Linked DNA regions of Mus musculus: region 1 is linked to region 2. A link is a contact called in public HiChIP or PLAC-seq data. All regions are on one chromosome and are shown on one strand. The core of a region is the stretch at or near the end of the contact, and the rest is flanking DNA. Distances in the headings are between cores, read along the strand shown. Region 1 overlaps Ankrd44 (ankyrin repeat domain 44). Region 2 holds the start of Ankrd44 (ankyrin repeat domain 44).

Region 1 (2,700 bases), core at 160-2,659, 220 kb after region 2:
CAGTAAAGTTGGGCAAACAAAGACTATAAGAAAATTGCTTAGCATGGTGCCTGACACATGGGAGATAAAAGCAGCGGCAATTGGTGTGTATTCGTCGTCTGTAACTTAAAGATACCCCATCTTCTGCACACTGCGCCATACCTATGAATATCTAAAAGCTAAAAGAATGCTGTACCTGCGATCTTACTACCTAGCAATGGGAACCAGCATGTAAGAAATAACTGTGAAAGTTATTAAGATAAAGTAAATTATCTTACTGGGATTCTGTATTTCTGTTACTATTTTTTTTTCAAGTCATTATCTAGAATCAATCAGGAGTTCCAGAGGTGCAGGAGCAGTGCTGTGGGAGTGTCATGGTTAAAGAGATGCTTGCTGACTCTCATAGGGTAGTGTGTTTGCTAAGCATCTCTCCCTGTCACCATTAGTCTTGTCACCATTTGTGTGACCGTGGGGTAGCAACATGAAACTGGAAATGGACTGAATGAGGACAGGTGGGGGTGTCTGAGCTTGCTTGGCTAAATCAAGGAGTACTTGATTTATAAGATATCAGAGAACCTGGCTAGTAATGGCGTCTTTGATTTTGATGATATCTGCTTTGCCCACTAAGTGAAGCAGTTGGAAATGACACGATATGCTGGAGCAAAAAGAAACTAGATGCCGTATTAAACTCATGCTTCTGACGGCACCACCATCTGGGATCAGCCATTCATAAAAGATCTGATGTGAGGCAGGCACGTATCTGAATATGCGTGTCAAGTCTCTCCCATCTGCTTTGACTTTGCTTAGGATAATAACAGCTTTCTTGCCACTTACTTGAATCTGTGCTGATTCTTTTACTACTCATTAGGCAGACATACGCAGACACAGTCTTTGTGGTCTTTGGCCAGAGCTTTTGAGTCCCAACAAAATTAGCCTTAATTGTATCAGTAGAAATTTTCATTAAAGCTGTGTATTTTATGGCCTGGGACAGACTCAATGGATGTATTGATGTTTACAGCAGAAAATTTATACTGTCATCGAACATTAAGAGATGGCATCTAAAGGACATGTGTATTGCTGGCACATAGACTTGGTGGGGGCTAGGAGCAAGCAAGCTAGAAGTCTTTCTGAAGTGGGATGCCGTCACCATCTCCTGTTTTTTACATTTTACTTTATAGTTAATAATTTTGCTTTCAAGTCAGTTGTCTTCTTTATTTTTGTTCTGTTTTTTTAATTATATCGCCATGCCTCTGAGCTTCCGCATCTCTCCTACCCCTCAGATAAAAACCTCCATTGCTCAAAGCAAATGAATTGCACCCTGACCTGAGGCAGAAAGTAAATTAACACAGTGATGATTCAGGGTAACATGGGAATACCATCCAGATGAAAACGACTGCTGATTAAAAGAGTAACTTTTATGCTTGAACGTTGCTCTCAGAAATCACCATGGAAACACAACACAGCCATCCTGTTTCCTAGTGAAACACAAAGAGCTGTACCTGCTCAGCGAGTGGAGTCAATCAAATGTAACCCACGGCCCTGAATATTTTAGAGCTGACCACCTGTCACCCTTTCAAGGTGACTGTCACTTACTGCAATCAAGTGTCACACAGTGCATGCACGACTCCAGCTAATTGAGCTTTCTAAAGAGTGCTTGTGTTGATAGACAGGGATGGTGGGGGAGAGGTGAAGACCCTGCTGTCTTTCACATCAGCCCAGATGCTTGTGTTCCACGAGCCCTCATGTTTATGTGAGGTGCCTAAGGAGTGAAGCTCTTATAGACAGCATTCACATGTTTATCATTGAATTAATAATGCTCTGGGAGGTGAATGGTCAGGAAAAATGGCACTGTATCTACACTTTCTCATTGAAATCGCTTATCATTACCTATTTTATTTTCTATGGAATGTAGCCCTTCTCCACTTCAAGAGGTTTTAATTTACAGAGCATTTCAAAGAACTGCAATGATTCGCAGTCTCCTGCAGGGGGAGACTCTGAGTCTCCCAACCCGTTAGTGAGTTTCCTTTGATAACTTTGAGCCAGATTTACATAAATATGTGAGGACTGTATTGGTGTCACATGTGTAGCAGAGAAGGTTGTTTTTAGTGTGTACAGTAACTGCAATCCAAGAGTATTACCAGATAGCACTTAAAAAAAAAAAAGATTTTTGTTTGTTTGACTTTTGACAGAAAGCCACTGTTACCTAGAGTGGCTCCTGAAGATGTAGGGTCAATGTCACTGTGAATTTATTAAGAACACACGTTGTATGAAGTATCACTCATCAGAGTTAGACCCTGCCCCATCTTGATGGATTTAGTGTATTAATTTGATAGTGATACAGGAAACAAGTGAGTGAGTTACTCTATTGCAACAGCAGCTTCTGTAATACTTGCTAGTTCTATATGAAACAATACAAAAGATTAGATAAAAGAACTACTAAGTGCTTGCATTAGTGTGGACAGGGAGTAGATGTTATAGTTTTTAAAAAAGATTTCATATTTTAGTTGTGTGCTTATGTGTTCTTCTGTATATAAGAGCACGTTCACACAAGCTCAGATACCCATGAAGATCAAAAGATGATGCCGGATCCCCAGAGTTGGAATGATACGTGGTTGTGAGCCACTTGCCTTGAGTCCTGGGATTGGACTCAAGTCCTCTGAAATAATAGTACACAGCCTTAACAACTGTGCCATCTCTTTAGTTCTCAAAAGCTTATCTTTA
Region 2 (2,700 bases), core at 46-2,545:
TATGAGTGCCCTTTGAGAGTAGGCACCTGTCTTACTTACGGGCTCTAGTGTGACAAAAAAAGGAAAAGTGACCAAAAACAACTTGAGGAAGAAAGAATTTGTTTGTACTTCCGCTTCCACATCACAGTTCATCACTGAAGGAAGACAGGGCAGTAACGCAAGGCAGGAACCTGGAAGCAGGAACTGAAGCACATGCCAGGAAGAAGTGCTGCTTACTGGCTTGGTGCTCATGGCTTGCTCAGTCTGCTTTATTATACACCCAAGATTACCCCTACCCAGGGTGACACAACTCACAGAGAGCTGACCCCGACCACATTAATCATCAGTTTTTCTTAATTAATTTTCTTAATGCCCCTACCAGCTTGCTCACGGGTCAATCTGGTGGGAGCCTTTTTAAAAAACAAACAAACAAACAAACAAACAAACAAACAAACCTGAGGCTCCCTCTTCTCAAATGACTGTAGCCCGTGTCAAGTAGAGGTAAAAACTAGCCAGCAGAATATCTTACCTGCTTATGCTCCATTTCTCTCCATGCCCAGTCACTGCCGGAATTTATAAGTGCTTTTCCAGATCGCAGAAATACCAACACTTACTACGGATTGCTACCTCTGTATTAGAAGCCTAATCTGTCGGACAGCTGTCTTCTGTGTGTGTAGGGTGGAAAGTGGGCAGCATGCAACTTACTCTTGTAGGAATAAATCAGCTAGGACTTATTTAATGCAGTAATTTAGTAGGACTCTTTTTTTCCTACTCAGTTTCACCTTCAGTCCCAAGCCTAGGCTACCAAGTTAGGGTAGTGTGTGGTTTAACTAGGAGGTGACCGGAGGGTCACAGCTCCCGTTCCCACCGCTATATGTTTAGAGAAACCCTGGACTCAACAACGCATCCATGGCCTCCTTATATTAAACAAAGAGACTGTCAGCCCAGCGCCTAGGTGGCAGAAATTCGGAGCGCCGGAGCAATCTGATTAGGGAAGAGGTTTAGGGAAAGGGGGTGTGACACAGTCTGCAGGGTGAAAGTTGGTGGCCTGTGAGTAGCAAGCTTTCTGGACCCCTGGGGTGTGTCGGCGAGGGATTGCCCATCGGTGGCGTGCGCGTGGGTGGGATTGCTGGGGAGGGTCAGCGTCAGGCCCCCTCCCCTTTCGGCTGGCTCCTGGCGGAGCGGGGTGCAGGTGTGGGAGGGCGCCGGGGCCGAGGGCTGCGAGGAGCCGCCGCGGGCGGCAGGAGGCAGCGTCGGCCCGGGCGGCGCGAGGCAGCGCGCGGTGATGTCAGTGGCGGCCCGGCTGGCAGCGGCCGGCACTTCCTGTATAAAGGCGGGCGGGCCGGGCTGCGACTCCCGCGAGCCGGGGCTGGGCTCTGAGAGGCAGGCGGCGGCGGCCGAGCAGTGGCGGGGCTGTCACCTTCGCGAGCCCAGCTCCTGGAGCTTTCCCGGGCCGTCCCTTCCGCGTCCCCGGGCTCCCGGCGTTGACATCTGCGGAGCGGAGAGCTGTATGTGCGCGCGCGCGGGAAAGGAAGAATGGCAGTGCTCAAACTCTGCGAGCAGGTAGGGGCGGCGGGGAGCGGAGAAGGGGGCGCGGCGGGCGCCGAGCGAGCGGAGCGCGCCCCGGGCTGTTTACGCGCAGCCTTTGAGCGTGCACGGCCTGCCGCGGGGCTCGGCTCCCGCGCAGTCTCCGCCCTGGGCCGTCGCAAGTGCGCGTTCGCGGCCGGAGAGGGTCGGCGAGATGCGGGAGTGGCCGCCGGACGCGGGGAACGCGGGTCGCAGCCGCACCGGGAGAGGGGAGCCTCGGACTGCGTCGTGCACTCAGGAGCAGTCAGCCTGGGGGTGCTCGGGGGAAGGCTGCCCGTGGGCTCAGGAGGAGGAAGGTGGACGGCGGGAGAGAGGATCTCAGCCTCGCAGCCCCGCTTCCCCAGACCTCTCCCGCGTCAGGCAAGAGACTGGCCGGGATCCCCGCTCCCGTGCAATAGGCTATCTTCATCGGTTGGATAGGACACCCCGACTTCCTCTTTAGTTGCCCAGGGGCTGGGTGTGGGATGTGGGATTGAGGGTGCAGAGAGACGCGAGCTCTCGGCCCAGGTCTCCGAATAGGAGATGGAGTCAGGTCCCAGGCTGAGCTCGCAGGCGCTGGTGCCCCTCAGCTTTGTTGCTTTTTTGACGGAGACATCACACCCGGCAGCCCCAGAGTTCAGCTTGAAGCCATGAAATTATTTATTGAATCCGATTGACAGTCTTTGCTACAGGTCTGGACATTGACACACACGGGAAGTCCAACTAAATTGCCTGAAACACAAAACAAAACAAAACAAAACCTCACAATTCTTTACATGAAAAGGGGGGAAACGTCCCGGTTTATGCATCTACACTGAAATGAACATTGTTTTGGGGGCCTGGTAAGCGAAGAGGCGATCTTGACTTTGATACATGGTGTCAAACAGGCCAGTCCCCTCTATTAAGCACCTCCAACTTCTTAATAGGTTGCATCTGGCGTCTTGCTAGTTAGAATTCAGCCAGAATATTCTGCAACTTAAATGCAACCTTTGCGGTAGTGAGCCACAATGGTTTGTTTTGCCCCTTTAGATTAAATTTACTTCAGCTTGCTTTCCTTAAGTATTTACAGCCCCGCTTTCTTCCCCTCCCCGCCTTGGTTCAGAAGTCACTGAGTTAAAAACTCTGTTAAATTTAGCAGGGAGAGCAGCTGTTAAT

Evidence for each region. HiChIP or PLAC-seq counts read pairs in DNA pulled down with a chosen protein or histone mark.
Region 1: an H3K4me3 HiChIP or PLAC-seq map of embryonic forebrain shows a contact between it and region 2, with 3 times the contacts expected there. The contact joins the enhancer-like site here to the promoter of Ankrd44 in region 2. A contact is called at or near these places in 8 of 39 promoter capture datasets (the C10 cell line, the HPC-7 cell line, cranial neural crest and 4 more), 3 of 484 Hi-C or Micro-C datasets (bone marrow-derived macrophages, cerebral cortex and nephron progenitors), 6 of 115 datasets of contacts at active chromatin or transcription factors (the HPC-7 cell line, embryonic forebrain, embryonic limb bud and 3 more) and 4 of 9 other capture datasets (adipose tissue, embryonic stem cells, liver and 1 more).

Annotation. Positions count from the first base shown.
Region 1 is chr1:54,706,085-54,708,784 of GRCm38.p6, reverse strand. All of the region lies in intron 16 of Ankrd44 (ankyrin repeat domain 44), which reads left to right. The region is part of intron 1 of 4930444A19Rik (a long non-coding RNA gene); the gene reads right to left. Among named protein-coding and RNA genes, the nearest start is that of 4930444A19Rik, 26 kb to the right of the region's middle. Within about 2 kb of position 1,409, at least 23 of the 459 cell types and tissues checked have an H3K27ac peak or open chromatin away from gene starts, as enhancers often do. A contact at or near this core is called in embryonic forebrain and pancreatic islet, where this site is marked.
Region 2 is chr1:54,924,982-54,927,681 of GRCm38.p6, reverse strand. Ankrd44 (ankyrin repeat domain 44) reads left to right here and starts at 1,295. Exons shown (of 28, transcript NM_001081433.3): 1 at 1,295-1,542. The coding sequence starts at 1,516.